3 separate regions of the Sus scrofa genome follow, and all the other regions are linked to region 2. A link is a contact called in public Hi-C data. All regions are on one chromosome and are shown on one strand. Each heading gives the region's core, a stretch centred on a gene start, on an enhancer-like site or on the middle of the called end of the contact. The rest is flanking DNA. Distances are from core to core; before and after follow the strand shown.

What was found. A called contact is a pair of places that touch in the nucleus more often than the background predicts.
Region 1: a Hi-C map of liver shows a contact between it and region 2, with 5 times the contacts expected there. The contact joins the promoter of SSR2 here to the promoter of MEX3A in region 2. A contact is called at or near these places in 2 of 47 Hi-C or Micro-C datasets (embryonic fibroblasts and liver) and 1 of 2 datasets of contacts at active chromatin or transcription factors (alveolar macrophages).
Region 3: a contact with region 2 is called in a Hi-C map of embryonic fibroblasts, with 3 times the contacts expected there. The contact joins the promoter of SEMA4A here to the promoter of MEX3A in region 2. A contact is called at or near these places in 3 of 5 promoter capture datasets (fetal liver, fetal skeletal muscle and liver), 32 of 47 Hi-C or Micro-C datasets (adipocytes, adipose tissue, alveolar macrophages and 17 more) and 2 of 2 datasets of contacts at active chromatin or transcription factors (alveolar macrophages and skeletal muscle).

What each region holds. Positions count from the first base shown.
Region 1 is chr4:94,009,090-94,013,384 of Sscrofa11.1, forward strand. It overlaps SSR2 (translocon-associated protein subunit beta), which reads left to right and starts at 1,635. Exons shown (of 6, transcript XM_001928470.5): 1 at 1,635-1,734; 2 at 2,438-2,592. The coding sequence starts at 2,438.
Region 2 is chr4:93,947,301-93,952,182 of Sscrofa11.1, forward strand. MEX3A (RNA-binding protein MEX3A) reads left to right here and starts at 2,576. Exons shown (of 2, transcript XM_021089689.1): 1 at 2,576-3,501. The coding sequence starts at 3,048.
Region 3 is chr4:93,890,499-93,895,147 of Sscrofa11.1, forward strand. SEMA4A (semaphorin-4A) reads right to left here and starts at 2,497. Exons shown (of 15, transcript XM_021089686.1): 1 at 2,422-2,497.

The DNA.
Region 1 (4,295 bases), core at 385-2,884, 61 kb after region 2:
TTCTGGATGTTTCTCAAAAACAGACATGGTTCATATTCACTCCATTACCATTTACCGAGTGCACTTCCAGCTAACTTATGCCCATCTGAAGCCCCTAAATTTTGCAGCAAGACTATTTCTGGGTACCTGCCTAGCCACCAGCCTGAAAGCAGCTTGCCACTTCCTTCTCGGCCTGGTCACATACTCTCTTGGTGGCCCTCTTGTTGCAGATCCCAAAAGAGAGGTCAGTGGGCAGCTTGGGTTCTGCCTTAAAAACCACAAAACAGGACATGAAACCAGTGACACTGCCCTGGGGGCACAGAGTGCACCCTAGGTAGCCTTACCATTTCTGCATGCCTCTGGTCCTGGCACGCAGTTCCATGTTCATCTAACAAAGTTCTACTTCAGGAGTTCCCGTCGTGGCGCAGTGGTTAACGAATCCGACTAGGAACCATGAGGTTGCGGGTTCGGTCCCTGCCCTTGCTCAGTGGGTTAACGATCTGGCGTTGCCGTGAGCTGTGGTGTAGGTTGCAGACGCGGCTCGGATCCTGCGTTGCTGTGGCTCTGGCGTAGGCCGGTGGCTACAGCTCCGATTCAACCCCTAGCGTGGGAATCTCCATATGCCCCGGGAGTGGCCCAAAGAAATAGCAACAACAACAACAACAACAACAACAAAAAAAAGACAAAAAAAAAAAAAAAAAAGTTCTACTTCAATCTCTTGGTGGGGTTCCCTTGAAGATGGCAGGAAGAAGTTGTATTTTTTTGGAAGTCTTTCAATGGAAATATTTTCCTTAGCAATTGACTCTCAAATCTCTCCTCTAGTCAGAATAGATTCCAATAAGGAGACTGTAAATAGAGATGATGAAAATTCATCCAATCAGCAGGTGTTTCTTGAGCACCTCCTGTGCGTTCAGCATCACTGTAGGATCTCTGAATAAGTGTACACTAGAGAAATAGCACCTAATCATGAAGGTAGATTTTCCAGATCAGAAACAATCAGAAAAAAACCAAAAACCAAGCCGGAGTTCCCGTTGTGGCTCAGCGGTAATGAACTCGACTAGTGTCCATGAGGACTAGGGTTCAATCCTTGGCCTCACTCAGTGGGCTCAGTGGGTTAAGCTTCCACTGAGCTGTGATGCAGACAGCAGAGGCGGCTAGCCCGGGAACATCCATATGCCTCAGGAGAGGCCCTAAAAAAAAAAAAAAAAAATTAAAGAAAGGATCTACTTTTTTGGAACCTCAAAGGGCTTCTAAGGAAAGTTCAGGGCTTTCTAGGGTAGCTAGCTGGATATAGAAGATGAGTAAATTTTTCGCCTAGAAATACAGAGAATGGTGGTAGCCCGGAGAGCAACAGTTTTTCTCTAATTCCTAGCTCGATAGTACACTCGACATTGTAGACAGAAGATCCTAATCTCTACGTTTGCCAGTCCCACAAAGCACTTAATCAGGTGCTGGTCATCTACGGTACTGGAAAGCCAGCTTGAAAAGCCACTCTAGACGGCAGAATAATAAAAGCGTGAAAGAAAAGAAAGAAAAGCGTGAAGGAGCACAGACAAATCGATCACAGAGGCTGCAGCATCCCGGAGGCAGGCGCGCTCTACAAAGGAAAGGTGGGGCTTGTCTGAGAACTACAACTCCCAGAAGGCATCCAGCAGAGTACCAACGTTTCCGGCCAGAGCTCATTTCCGGTCTTTCGGGTGCTGACGCTCTCTTCCGGCCTTCGTGGCCCCCTGAAGGGTTTGTGGGGTGCGCACGGTGAGTCCTTTGATTCTGGGGGTGCCAAAGTTCGTGTCCACACAACACTCAGCGGCTGAGGGTTAGCTTTGGCAGGGCGGGGAGGGAATAGAGCACGCTGGCTGGAGGACGTGTAATCTTGGCAAGAGACGGAGGGGGGGCAGAACAGACTAAGCCCTCAGAGGGCCCCAGAAAGGGATGTGGAAGACGAGGACGAATGCGGTCCCGCGGGAAAAATGGACAGTAGGATACAGGGGCGTGAGGGAGGACCCCGCTAGCGCGCATTGGGATACCTGGGGTGCTGGTGGAGGAATAGCAGCCGGGGAAAGGCAACAGTCGTGAGGGATTCCTGTGTGAAGGAAAGCTAGAGGCTGCTACAGTTCCGAGATGGGCCGAAATGCGGCAGGCCAAGGAAACCTCTATTCTGGCCACATGGAGCTCTCTCAGAAGACCCCAGTAATTGGGGAGCACCCAGGACCCCTCGCAGTAATAGGTAGCAGATATGCCCTGGAGGTCTACAGATTTTCGAGGGCTGCAGGGTGGATTTGGTGGGAAGCTTGCGAATGGGACAGCTTTGGTAGCGTATACTCTGCTCTGTGAAAGTGGCCGCTGCTTTGATGAGCTCAAAAGATCTTTTGACGGACTTTGTAAGAAAGGACTGTCAGAAAGATTTTGGTGGTTTTACATGCTTGGATTGACTGCTCACTTGCTTTTTCCTCCAAAGATGAGGCTGCTGGCATTCGTGGTGTTGACTCTCTTTGCTGTCACTCAAGCAGAAGAAGGAGCCAGGCTTTTGGCCTCCAAATCACTGCTGAACAGATATGCTGTGGAGGGGCGAGACTTGACCTTACAGTACAACATCTACAATGTTGGCTCAAGGTAAGGAGGCCCTGAAGCTATAGGTTGGGCCCTTTTAAGCTTCTCAGGTATCTTGACTGGGAACAGGGATCAGTAATGATTTATCTTTGGGAGGACTCCAGCAACAGGTATAGTGTGTAAATGAATTCACTGCTGGATGACTTTTGGAGGAGGATATTCTTACCTAAGCTACAGGAAACCATCCTCCAATTTTGTGAGTTGCTAGAGTCTCATAGTGGAGAAGAAGAAAGAATTGTGTGAAATAGGGAGAGAAGGATGAAAAGGCAGAAAAGAGGAGTTCCCCATGTGGCTCAGCAGAAACGAATCTGACTAGGATCCATGAGGATGCAAGTTCAATCCCTGGCCTCGATCAGTGGGTTAAGGGATCTGGCGTTGCTGTGAGCTCAGGTTTAGGTTGCAGACTCAGCTCAGAGCCCTCATTCCTGTGGCTGTGGTGTGGGTGGTAGCTGTAGTTCCAATTCGACCCCTAGCCTGGGAACTTCTACATGCCGTGGGTGCAGCCCTAAAAAAGCAAAAAAAAAAAAAAAAAAAAAAAAAGAAAGAAAGAAAAAAAGGCAAAAAACACATGATCCTTTGTTACCTCAAAGGTTTCTTTCAGCTCCCTTCCTTCCTTTTTTTTTTTGATCTCTGCATACTTCTTTATTAGCAAAGAGACTAATTATTCAGACTAGAGATAGAGACTGCAGAGGAAAAATAACTTGATCCTGCAATTCTAGAACAAACTGCATAGTATGGGAGTCTTAAGTTTTCACAGAATAGGGGAAAAAAAGAGAAAAATCATTTAGAACAGTCTTTCCCAAAATTTCAGTCATGTTCTTGGGGGAGGGGGTTACAAGTTTTCTGTGGTAACATTTAAATCTAAACCAATTAATACACACTTGTTCAGGATGCCCTGGGAGACCGTCTTACATGGCAGAGGGTTACCGTATGATCGCCACGTCTGCTCTCATACCTCTGATTTCTGGGGCACCAAGTGAAGACCAGGTGTGCTTCACTTTTCATGTGGCATCTCTCATTGGGTGCTCAGACCCTTCACACCATTGTTAAACATTTCCTATGAGATCTGTGAGTTGTCGTGGTTCAGGACACTCGTTCATAGCAGGGATTCTCAGAGTAGGGTGGGGTGGGGATGGTAGCCAGGGAGACACATGAAGTGTGAAAAGGAACATTCAAACTACCTATTGATTTTGTAAAACCAATTCCATAAAGTCAACCTTGACAAAATTTTTGAGCAGTAGCAGAAAACCAACTATAGATTCACCCGAGGGGGGCTGTGGTAAACTTGGCTGGGAAATACTGGTGTAGAGGTAAAAGAGTCTCAGCACACGAGAACAGTTAGGAAGACCATGTGCCAAACGAATGTGTAAAGAACGTCTTTGAGATCAGTGATTAAGCCGTAACTTGTCATGGTCTTTTGGACCCAAAGGGCCAATCCACGAGAAACCCAAGACATCCATCAAACTTCTCAGATTTCTTTGGGGCAAGGTGATCCACTTTTAATACAGAGTCAGAAGAAGAAAAATATGGTTTTGCTCCCCCAAATCCACCCTCTCCCCGTTATTTGTGTTAACATGTTTTCAGAATTTTTTTTGCTTTTTAGGACTACACTCTCGGCATATGGAAGTTCCCAGGCTACAGGTTGAATTGGAGCTACCGTTGCCGGCCTACTCCATAGCCATAGCAATGCAAAATCCAAGCTGTGT
Region 2 (4,882 bases), core at 1,326-3,825:
GTAGCTCCAGTTCAGCCCCTAGCCTGGAACTTCCATATGCCTCAGGTGTGGCCCTAAAAAGCAAAAAAAAAAAAAAAAAAAAAACCAATCCTTTCTCAAGAACCTGACTGCTCAAGGTGCCCACCCCGCAGCTCTGGCAGGCCCTGCTGTGAGGGTACACACCTCACACCATCTGCAGGCACACGCCTCTGTATACACACCTATGCCCCAGACCTAAGTGCACTCACAGGTACATCCTGCCCCGCAGGTGCCATGTTCACCTTTGCCTCTCTCACCTTGGATACTTGGAATCAGTGGGACCCTGAGGGTGGACAGGGCCCATGATGCATAAACACTCCCAGGGGGTGGATGCATCCTTGTTGGATCAGTGAGGGGCATCCACCAGGGACTGCCCCTTCCTCTATCCCACCTCTTAGTCTACCCCTTCCCATTGGGCAGCTGTCCCCTCCCCACTCGAGCACACTTGTTTCTGTCTTTTGTTTTCCTCCCTGGCCAAATCCCCAAGGTTTCTTTGGTCATTAACCTCCTGCTTTAATTAGCTTAGTGGGGAGGAAAGTGGAAGCAGGGCAAATTCAGAGGTGGGTGTCTGGGGGGAATCTCATTTCGGTGGGGACAGGCTCAGACCAGCTGGTGACAAAAATGCCTGGCACACAATCCCACGCAACTGTTTGCTATTTCTATTCATGTGAAAAACAGTCACCTGGTCCACAGAGTAGGACTCTTTCTCCAGAGTAGGAGCCCCCTGGCTCCCAGTACACAGTTACCCCAATCAGGTTCCTGGGGCAGAAGGAGAGGGGAACAGCCCACTCCCATAGGGCCTTGTCTCTCCAATTCTTCCTCTCCCACTCTTGCTTAGAGTCGGGAGCGCCCAATCCCACAAGGTTAAGTTAAATCCTTGAGCCAGAAGATACCCCTCCCCAAACCCCGAGCCTTCCAGGCTTTCTCAGTCATGGCTCCCCTGCCCTGGATCTCCTGCTGGGCAAAGAGAATCGAGAGCCCCCCCAGAGTGTGCCAACACCCACCCGCTTCTGAGATCCTTCACCCTGGCTCCCGCCCTTCCACTGGTGTGCAGATTTACTCTTTGTGAGAATCAGTTTAGGGAACTGGGCTTTGCAGCAGCTCAGCCCTCATGGCCTCACAGTGCCTGGTCTGTGAGGTCATCTCCTCTGTTCCTCTGCCTCCAAAGAGGACTTTACCTCACAAACTAGTTCGGATTTTTGGGTTCAAAGGCACTCCAGGAAAGGGCACCCTTCCATGGCTGCTCACCCACACATTCTTATAAAATTCTTTTGGGAAGTTCTTAAAAGTCTGATCTCAAGCCCTCAAGTTGCAGTGCCATCCTTTCTCCTACTGGGAAAGACCCAGGCATAAAGAGAGTGACAAAAGAAATGCCAAAGCTATGGGGTGAGGGGAGAAGAAAAGATTGCTTTACACTCCAACTTCCACAAGCTCCCCTAAAAGTCCCCAGCTGTCCAATTCGTGCCTTAAATACTGATTTTTTACTTTCACCAAATTTCCAGAGTCACAAGGTATTATTCAATGGGAGAAAGATGGGTGAGGCAAAGCAGAATGACGGTTAAGGCTAAAGAACAGATCGCCCCCAAGCTGTATGCACGGCCCAGGTCTGAGGAAGCCCGGGTCTCCATTCCATCGGGTCTCTCTTTCCTCCTCCTGTCGCACCCAAAGCTCCCGGCTCTCCCTAAACTGTTAAGTCACATCACGTCTTTCAGACTTCCCTTGCTTCCCCATTCTCGGTCCCCTACTTCTCTCCTCTCTTTCCACCCCTTCGTCCTCCTCACCTCAACACTCCAGAGCCCTCCCGGTTCCCTCTACAGATCAGAAGGAAGTGAACTAACTCACCTCCCAGTCGGTGCCTCTCAGATCTCCGAGACTGGGGGGCAGGAGGGGATGAGGGAGGATGGCTTGCCGCTTGGGGATGAGGGGACCCCGTCTTTTGCCAGGGGGTCCCACCCTCCAACCCGGCACCCCATCCCGGCTCCCAGAGCGCGCAGGACCAAGCTCTCCCCGCATCGCGGCTGCGGGCTTTGTCTGCTCTGCGGAGAACCTCTCCCCGCGGCCGGGAGCCGGGATATACTCTGGGAGAGCGGGAGGGGGGAGCGGAGAGCTGAGAGGGAGCGCGACAGGGAGGGGGAAGAGGGGAGAGAGCGAGAGAGCGAGAGAAAGCCGCAGTGACCCAGCCGGGACCGCTCCCCGCCCTCTCGCCCCCCCTCATTATCATAAGAAAGAAGGACCTGAGACTGGCCCGGATCGGGAAGGAGCCCGTCTTGGGAGGGGGGACACACTCCATTAGCCTTTTTTCGACCCGAACCGTTTCTGTACACTGACTCCTCTCCCGGTGCCCGCCCCTCGGAAAAATGAGGGACCTCGACTTCCATCCCACCCTCAGCTTCGCCTCTGAGCCGCGGGTAAAGACCGAAGGCACATCCCTATCCTCCTCGGGTCAGGGAATTCGTCCCCTCGCCCCCAAGGGCGGGAAACTACAACTCCCGGCATGCCCCGGGCGCCCCCGGCGCGCCCCCCTCCCGTCAGTTCCATGCTGCTCCATCCAGTTCATTTAAAACAAAAGAGTTTGAGCGCTGGAAGGGGCTGGGCTCTATTGGGGGCCACTGAGCGCCGCTCCTGGACTGGGGCTCGGTGCGGGAGCCTAAGGGGGGCGTCTGGACGGCGGGGTCTAGAGACTCCCGGGCCTGAGGCGGGAGGGGTGGGGGCAGAGATCCCGCAGCCCCCCGCCCCCCGTCACCCCCGGAGAAGAGAGGAGATCTGCTTTCTTGGTTTTGCTTCTCTTTCCCCCCACCCCCACCCCGGGGGCTGGGGCGAGGGGAGTCGGGTTACAGGGTGTTTGGGGAGGGGGGCTTAGGGGGAGGGTCTATCTTTCTATCTCGCTTTCTTCCCCCCTCCCCAGTTCTTTGTTCCCCCTCCCCACACACCCCCCTCCTCTCCTCTCCCCTCCCCTCCTCTCTCCTCTTTTCCCTTCCACCACCTCTCTCTCTCTCCCTCTCTCTCTCTCCCCCAGCTTTTGTTTCGCCATGCCTAGTCTAGTGGTATCTGGAATAATGGAAAGAAATGGGGGCTTTGGAGAACTAGGATGTTTCGGGGGAAGCGCTAAGGACCGAGGGCTGCTGGAAGACGAGCGCGCCCTTCAGCTGGCTCTCGATCAACTCTGCCTCCTGGGTTTGGGGGAGCCCCCCGCCCCCACGGCGGGCGAGGACGGGGGAGGTGGGGGGGGCGGCGCCCCCGCGCAGCCGGCCGCCCCCCCGCAGCCGGCCCAGCCGCCGCCGCCCGCGGCGCCCCCGGCCGCCCCGACAGCGGCCCCCGCGGCGCAGACGCCCCAGCCCCCCACCGCCCCCAAAGGGGCCAGCGACGCCAAGCTCTGCGCTCTCTACAAAGAGGCCGAGCTGCGCCTGAAGGGCAGCAGCAACACCACCGAGTGTGTACCCGTGCCCACCTCCGAGCACGTGGCCGAGATCGTGGGCAGGCAAGGTAAGCGGGCGCCGGGACCGTGGAGAGAGACTGGAGTGGGGGGCACCCCATCCCTAGCACGGAAAGTTCATTTCCTCCCTCCTTGCCCGCCTCTGGCTTGGTCTCTTCCCCACAAAGGGGGACCCGCCCCCTACCCTGATTTCCAAGTGCCACAAAGTTCCCGGCTACCCCCCAGTTGGGACTGTTCTCCAGATCCTTCCTCCCCTCAGGGCTGTGCCCTTAGACAAAGAAATATCCTCCGGTGGAGAGAGGGAAAAGGGAGGGGGATTGGTCTTCCAATCCGGGGAGGCTGTCCGGAGGGGGTGTCCACTCCTAGCCGGAAAAACTGGCAGAATGTGCAAAGAGTTACTCCGAGGCCCCTACTCCGGCATCTGCTAGTGGGTTGGGGAGGGGGCACCCCTGGGACCCCCAGCCGCCTGGAGTTACAGACTTTGGGGGAGACCTGGCCCGGGAAGCCAGACTGAGTATCTGTCTCTTTGTTGGGCTGAGTGTAGGAATGGAAGGGGGTGTGGCTCATGGGAGGGTCCCAGCCTGGGGGTGAGGTGGGGAAGGGGGACTGCTGGGAGGAGGGAGTCCTGTGGTCACCCACACACCAAAGTTGAATGGTCTGTGGGGTTTCGGAAGGGGTGCTTGCAACGAAGTGCCACGTCCTGGTGTGGACCTCTCCTCCTCCCTCTCAGGCTTTTGTTCTGGGCTGGCCACAGCGAGGGGCCAGAGGCCTGAAGAGGGGTCTCTGGTAGTGAGAGAGTAGGACTGGGCGGGATGGGGCATCCCAGGGGATAAGAAACCTTCAGCCGGAGATTTGGTGGAGGGCATGTGTCTGGGTGTGTTGTTGGGGTGGTGGTGGTGGTGGTGGGTGTAGAATTAATCCAGTGTAGTATGTCTGATACCACACCCTCCTCCATTCCAGCATCCCTGGGCGGGTGGGGGTGGGAGTGTTGGTGAGGGTCCAGACTGAGCAGACGGGGATCGTGGGGACCCTTCCCTCTCCTGGTTTCCCAAAGGGGGGTGGGGGGGCGGGATTTGGAAATTGCTAGGGGGCTGGGCTGGGGAGGTGTGGGGTGGGGGAGGAGCAGGGGAGGAGCTGTCCCACAGTGGGGAACAATAGAGGAGCTGCATTCCGGCTGGGAGTGAGGGAGGAGGCCAGCTCCTGGCAGGGGAAGAGGGGAGGCTAGCCAGGGGGGCCCCTACTCCATATCCCACCTCGTCCACCCGGAGTATGGGGGGTTGGGGGGATTTTGCGGGGAGATCCTGAATGGAGGAGGGGAAGATGCCACTCCCCGGCACAGCCCTCATCCCCCTGGGGCACTCCATCTCTTGAGGTTTCTGGTTTTAAAAGTTGGATTTCCTCTTGTTACCAGAAACTAGGGACCCAGAGCCA
Region 3 (4,649 bases), core at 1,247-3,746, 57 kb before region 2:
ATGGGGTCACACCTGAATGCTAGCCAGCCTGACCCCAGACAAATTGAGTTTGCCAAAGAGGATGCAAATGAATACTTATCTATGCAAATAAGCCAAGAGACAGGGTCTCTGTCAAGAAGCGTAAGAAGCCCCCTTCTATTGATAGCATCCTGGCTTGCAAGGCAAGGGTTCTACTGCCAGGTTCAGGTTTTGCCATTTCTTCCTAAACCACCTTACCAAGAAGATGGCTCCTCCAGAAGTCTTTTTTGGCTACCCCCTGAGACCTATTAGAAGAAGATTTGTGCTATAAGAGGAGGGAACGAGGGCAGACTTCAGAGAGGATTTGCTAGAGGTCCAGACCAGATAGGGATAAAAAAGAGATGTTCCCATCATGGCTCAGTGGTAATGAACCCAACTAGCATCCATGAAGAATGTAGGTTCAGTCCCTGGCCTCGCTCAGTGAGTTAAGGATCTGGCATTGCCATGAGCTGTGGTGTAGGTGGCAGACGCAGCTCGGATCCTGCGTTGCTGTGGCTCTGGCAGAGGCCGGTGGCTACAGCTACAATTAGACCCCTAGCCTGGGAACCTCCATGTGCCGTGGGTGTGGCCCTTTAAAAAAAAAGACAAGACTGGGCTGGATTCTCTCCCATCTGTGAGGCAAGCAGGGTCTGGGTGGAAGAGTTGGGAGCTGGGCCTGGTGTCCTCTGCCAGCCCTGATTCTGGACTGCTATTTACCAGAGTTCCCTCCTGTCCCCACTGGGCTTCAGCTTCTCTGTTGGTAAAATGAAAAGTTGAAAAATCCCCTTCCAGGTTGGCTCGTCTCAGCCTGTGGGAAGACTATGAAAAAGGTACCAGGGGCTGGGGAACAAGAGCCCTGGATCCCAGGCCTGGATACCTATAACTTGCTGTGTGATCCTAGGCAGGGCACTTGCCCTCTCTGATTCACATAGGTAAAATTGTGGTTTTCCAGCCCACCTGAGCTTGGCTCATCTCTAGACTTAGTATTTTTAGGAAGAAGGAAGTGAGTGTGCTGTTGCAGGCCCAGGGCAGAGGGTTTTACAGGCCAAGCCTGCTTCCCCTTTAGGTCTGGGTTGGGGCAATGGGTGAGCATTTCTGTCTGGGGCAGGGCAAGAAGGACATGGGCTGAAAGCAGAAGTGGACTCTGAGCAGAACTGCTATCACATTCCCACCACTTCCTGACACGCCATCCTCTGTGCCCTCAGCTCCGAGGCCTTGGGGACTAGTGTGCCTACTTCAGGCTCTTCTCCCTCAGGACTGGGACCCATGGCAGGAGGGGAAGGGCTGACTTGCAATCAGGTGGCAGGGACACTGAACTAGGACTGTAACAGGAAGTTGGACTGCAGAAAGCCTTTACACCTGGGGTGGGGGGGGTCCTTGGGTCCCTGCCCCGAGTCCCTTCCCCTTTAGGGGAACTGGGCCCAGTCCTGCCACAGAGTGGCAGAACTAGAACAGGCTACATTTGCAAAATAAACCAGGGGAGTAGAGTAGAGGAGTCTACAGGCCCCCGGGCTCCACTTCATTCCAGGTTACCCAGCTGGGCTTTTGGGAGCCTCTCCTGGCTCTGATATGTGGAAATCAAAATATCCAGGAAAGAAGTTCCCGTTGTGGCACAGCAGAAACGAATCCAGAAACACGGTTTCAATCCCTGGCCTCGCTCAGTGGGTTAAGGATCCTGTGTTGCCATGAGCTGTGGGGTAGGTCGTGGATGCGGCTCAGATCCCGTGTTGCTGTGGCTGTGGTGTAGGCCAGCAGCTGCAGCTCCGATGATTTGACACCTAGTGTGGGAACTTCCATATGTCTCGGGTGCAGTCCTAAAAACAAACAAACAAACAAAAAGCAAAAACTTCCAGTAAAGAGCTAAGTTGTCTTGTTGAGGGGGGCAGGGACTTAGACCCGGGTGCTGGCCAAGGCTGTAGTTACAAAGTTGCTGGGGTGAGCTGGACACCCAAGTTCCCATGTCTAGTTGTCTGGGGTAGAGAAGGACAGAGAACCTTTCTGCAGCCTAACCTCTATTTCTCCTGCCATGACCCACACAACTCCATTTCCTCTGGTTTGCTCAGCCTCAGTTTCCCCATCTGTGGAAGACAAGGGGTCAGGATCCTATGTCTTTAATTTCAGGAGACGCAGGGGGGTGGTTGAATGGAGGTTAGCAAATGAAGGTCCCAGAAAAATACGAAGGGGGAGTGGAGGGTGAGGAGACCCAGGCATCCTGCCCTCTAGTCACTGTCCCCCAAGATCCTTAGGGCTGCCCTACCCGCTAGTCTGAGGCCCAAGCATCCTCCCAGAGGGCTCCCTACGTTATCCACTGGAGTTGGCACACAGATAGTTCATGTCCACAGCGCTAGGAAACTGGCCTCCCGCCTCCCCTCCACCCCACCCTGGGGACCGAGGTCCCCCTTCCCCACCCCTTTCAAGCCTTACCCCCAGCCCAGCAGTGGAGACCCTAACCCAGGCGTCCAAGGCTTCCAGCAGAGTCTGTACCGGGCAAGGGGCGGAGCAGAGGCGGGCAGGGCAGGGGGAGGGGGTGGGGGCCCTGCCAGCCCCCTCTGGTGCCCCAGTTCCCAGGCAGCTCTTAAAGGGACCAAGGAGAATTAGCCAGGGGCGGCTTAAGGGGGTAGAGGTAGAGAAAAGTGGGTGGCAGGGAGAGGATTAAGTCTGCCAGGGACAGGAAGGCCAGAGTGGGGGGTCCTGACACATCCTCTAGTCTTCTGGAAACCTCTAGACTCCTCAGTCTAGCCTGTCCCATGCGACACCCATCTTGACCACCCAGCCTATGATTACCACCCCCTCGAATCCTGGCCCCTATTCCTCTTGGGCCCTTGCCCACTTCCTCCCCTCCTCCGCCATATTCGTGTCACCTCAGTCTCCGGTGAGAGCTGCCAGCTGGCACTGACTGGTACTAAGCACGGAGAATCAGCCCAAGGATTGTAAGGGCCTGAGGCCCCGGGGGGGTGGGGGGGGAGCCAGCACCTCAAGGTCAATCTAGGGGGTGGAGGGTGGGGGCAGGTGGCACCTTCCTCTCCCAGCGGCCTCTCCATGTCTTCATCTGCTGCCCCTCTGGGTAGGAGCACTGAGACACCCGGGAGGCTGAGTGACAAAGGGTCCCTGCTCAGCCCCTCCCTCTCCCATCCCTGAGAGGCTATAGAAAAGGAAAATGACTTATCCAGTTACTTCTGGCCATGGAGGGGCAGGGGCAGCTGAGAGATATACACATATAAGGAGAGGGAAAAAGAAGTGGAAATGAAAGATAGCCGTGAGCAAGCGTGAAACCTCAGTTCTCATATCACTCAGCCTCAGACCAAAAATCCCCCCTGGCTCCCTCATGCCCATGGAATTTTTTTTTTTTTTGCCTTTTGTCTTTTTAGGGCCAAACCCACAGCATATGGAGGTTCCCAGGCTAGAAGTCCAATCGGAGCTGTAGCAACTGGCCTATACCACAGCTCATGGCAACACTGGATCTTTAACCCACTGAGCGAGGCCAGGGATCGAACCCACAATCCTCATGGATACTAGTTGGATTTGTTACCACTAAGCCACAGTGGGAACTCCCTATTTTATTAAATTTAGTCAGAGAAGGCTTTACTGGCTGGTGACATTTGAATAGAGACCTGAAACAAGCAGATATGTGATAGGAAACGTGGTCCAGGCAGAGGAAAACATTAGTGTAAATGTCCTGAGGCAGGTGTGTGCTTGGTGTGTTCTAGGAATTACCTGGGCAGTCACTGCAGCTTGAGTGGAGTGAGCATGAGGGAGAAGAGTGAGAAACCAGGTGGGGGTCATCTTGCCTGGCTTTGCATGCCGTTTTGAGGACTTTGGCTTTTGTACTGAGTGCTTTGGGAAAGTTCTTGAGCAGAGGAATGACCTATTAAAGGACCACTTCGCTGCTGTTTGGAGAATTAAGCATATGGAGCAAGGTCAGGAGACCAGTTCGAAAACTAATGCCACAACCCAGCCAAGAGATGGTGATGATGGTGAAAATGGATGGATCCCAGATATATCTTTTTTTTTTTTTTTGTCTTTTTTTTTTTTGTCTTTTTTGTCTTTTTGTCTTTTCTAGGGCTGCTCCTGTGGCATATGGAGGTTCCCAGGCTAGGGTCTAATTGGAGCTGTAGCCACCGGCCTCCGCCAGAGCCACAGCAACGCCAGATCCTTAACTCACTAAGCAAGGCCAGGGATTGAACCCTCAACCCCATGGTTCCTAGTTGGATTCGTTTACCACTGTGCCACGATGGGAACTCCCCAGATATATCTTAAAGATGGAGCTGACAGGATTTTTTTTTTTAGGGCCACACCCGTGGCATATGGAGGTCCCCAGGCTAGGGGTCGAATCAGAGCTGTAGCTGCAGGCCTACACCACAGCCACAGCAACACAGGATCCAAGCCACATTTGCAACCTACACCACAGCTCATGGCAACACCAGATCCTTAACCCACTGAGCGAGGCCAGGGACTGAACCTGCATCCTCATGGATCCTAGTCGGGTTCACTAACCACTGAGCCACAAAGGGAACTCTGACAGGATTTGTTAGTGGACTGAACAAGGGGTATGAAAGGACAAGAGGAATTAAGGATGAACTCCAGGGTTTTTGGCCTAAACAACTGGAAAGAAGGGTAGTCATCGGCTGAGATGGAGAAGAATCTAGGCAGAG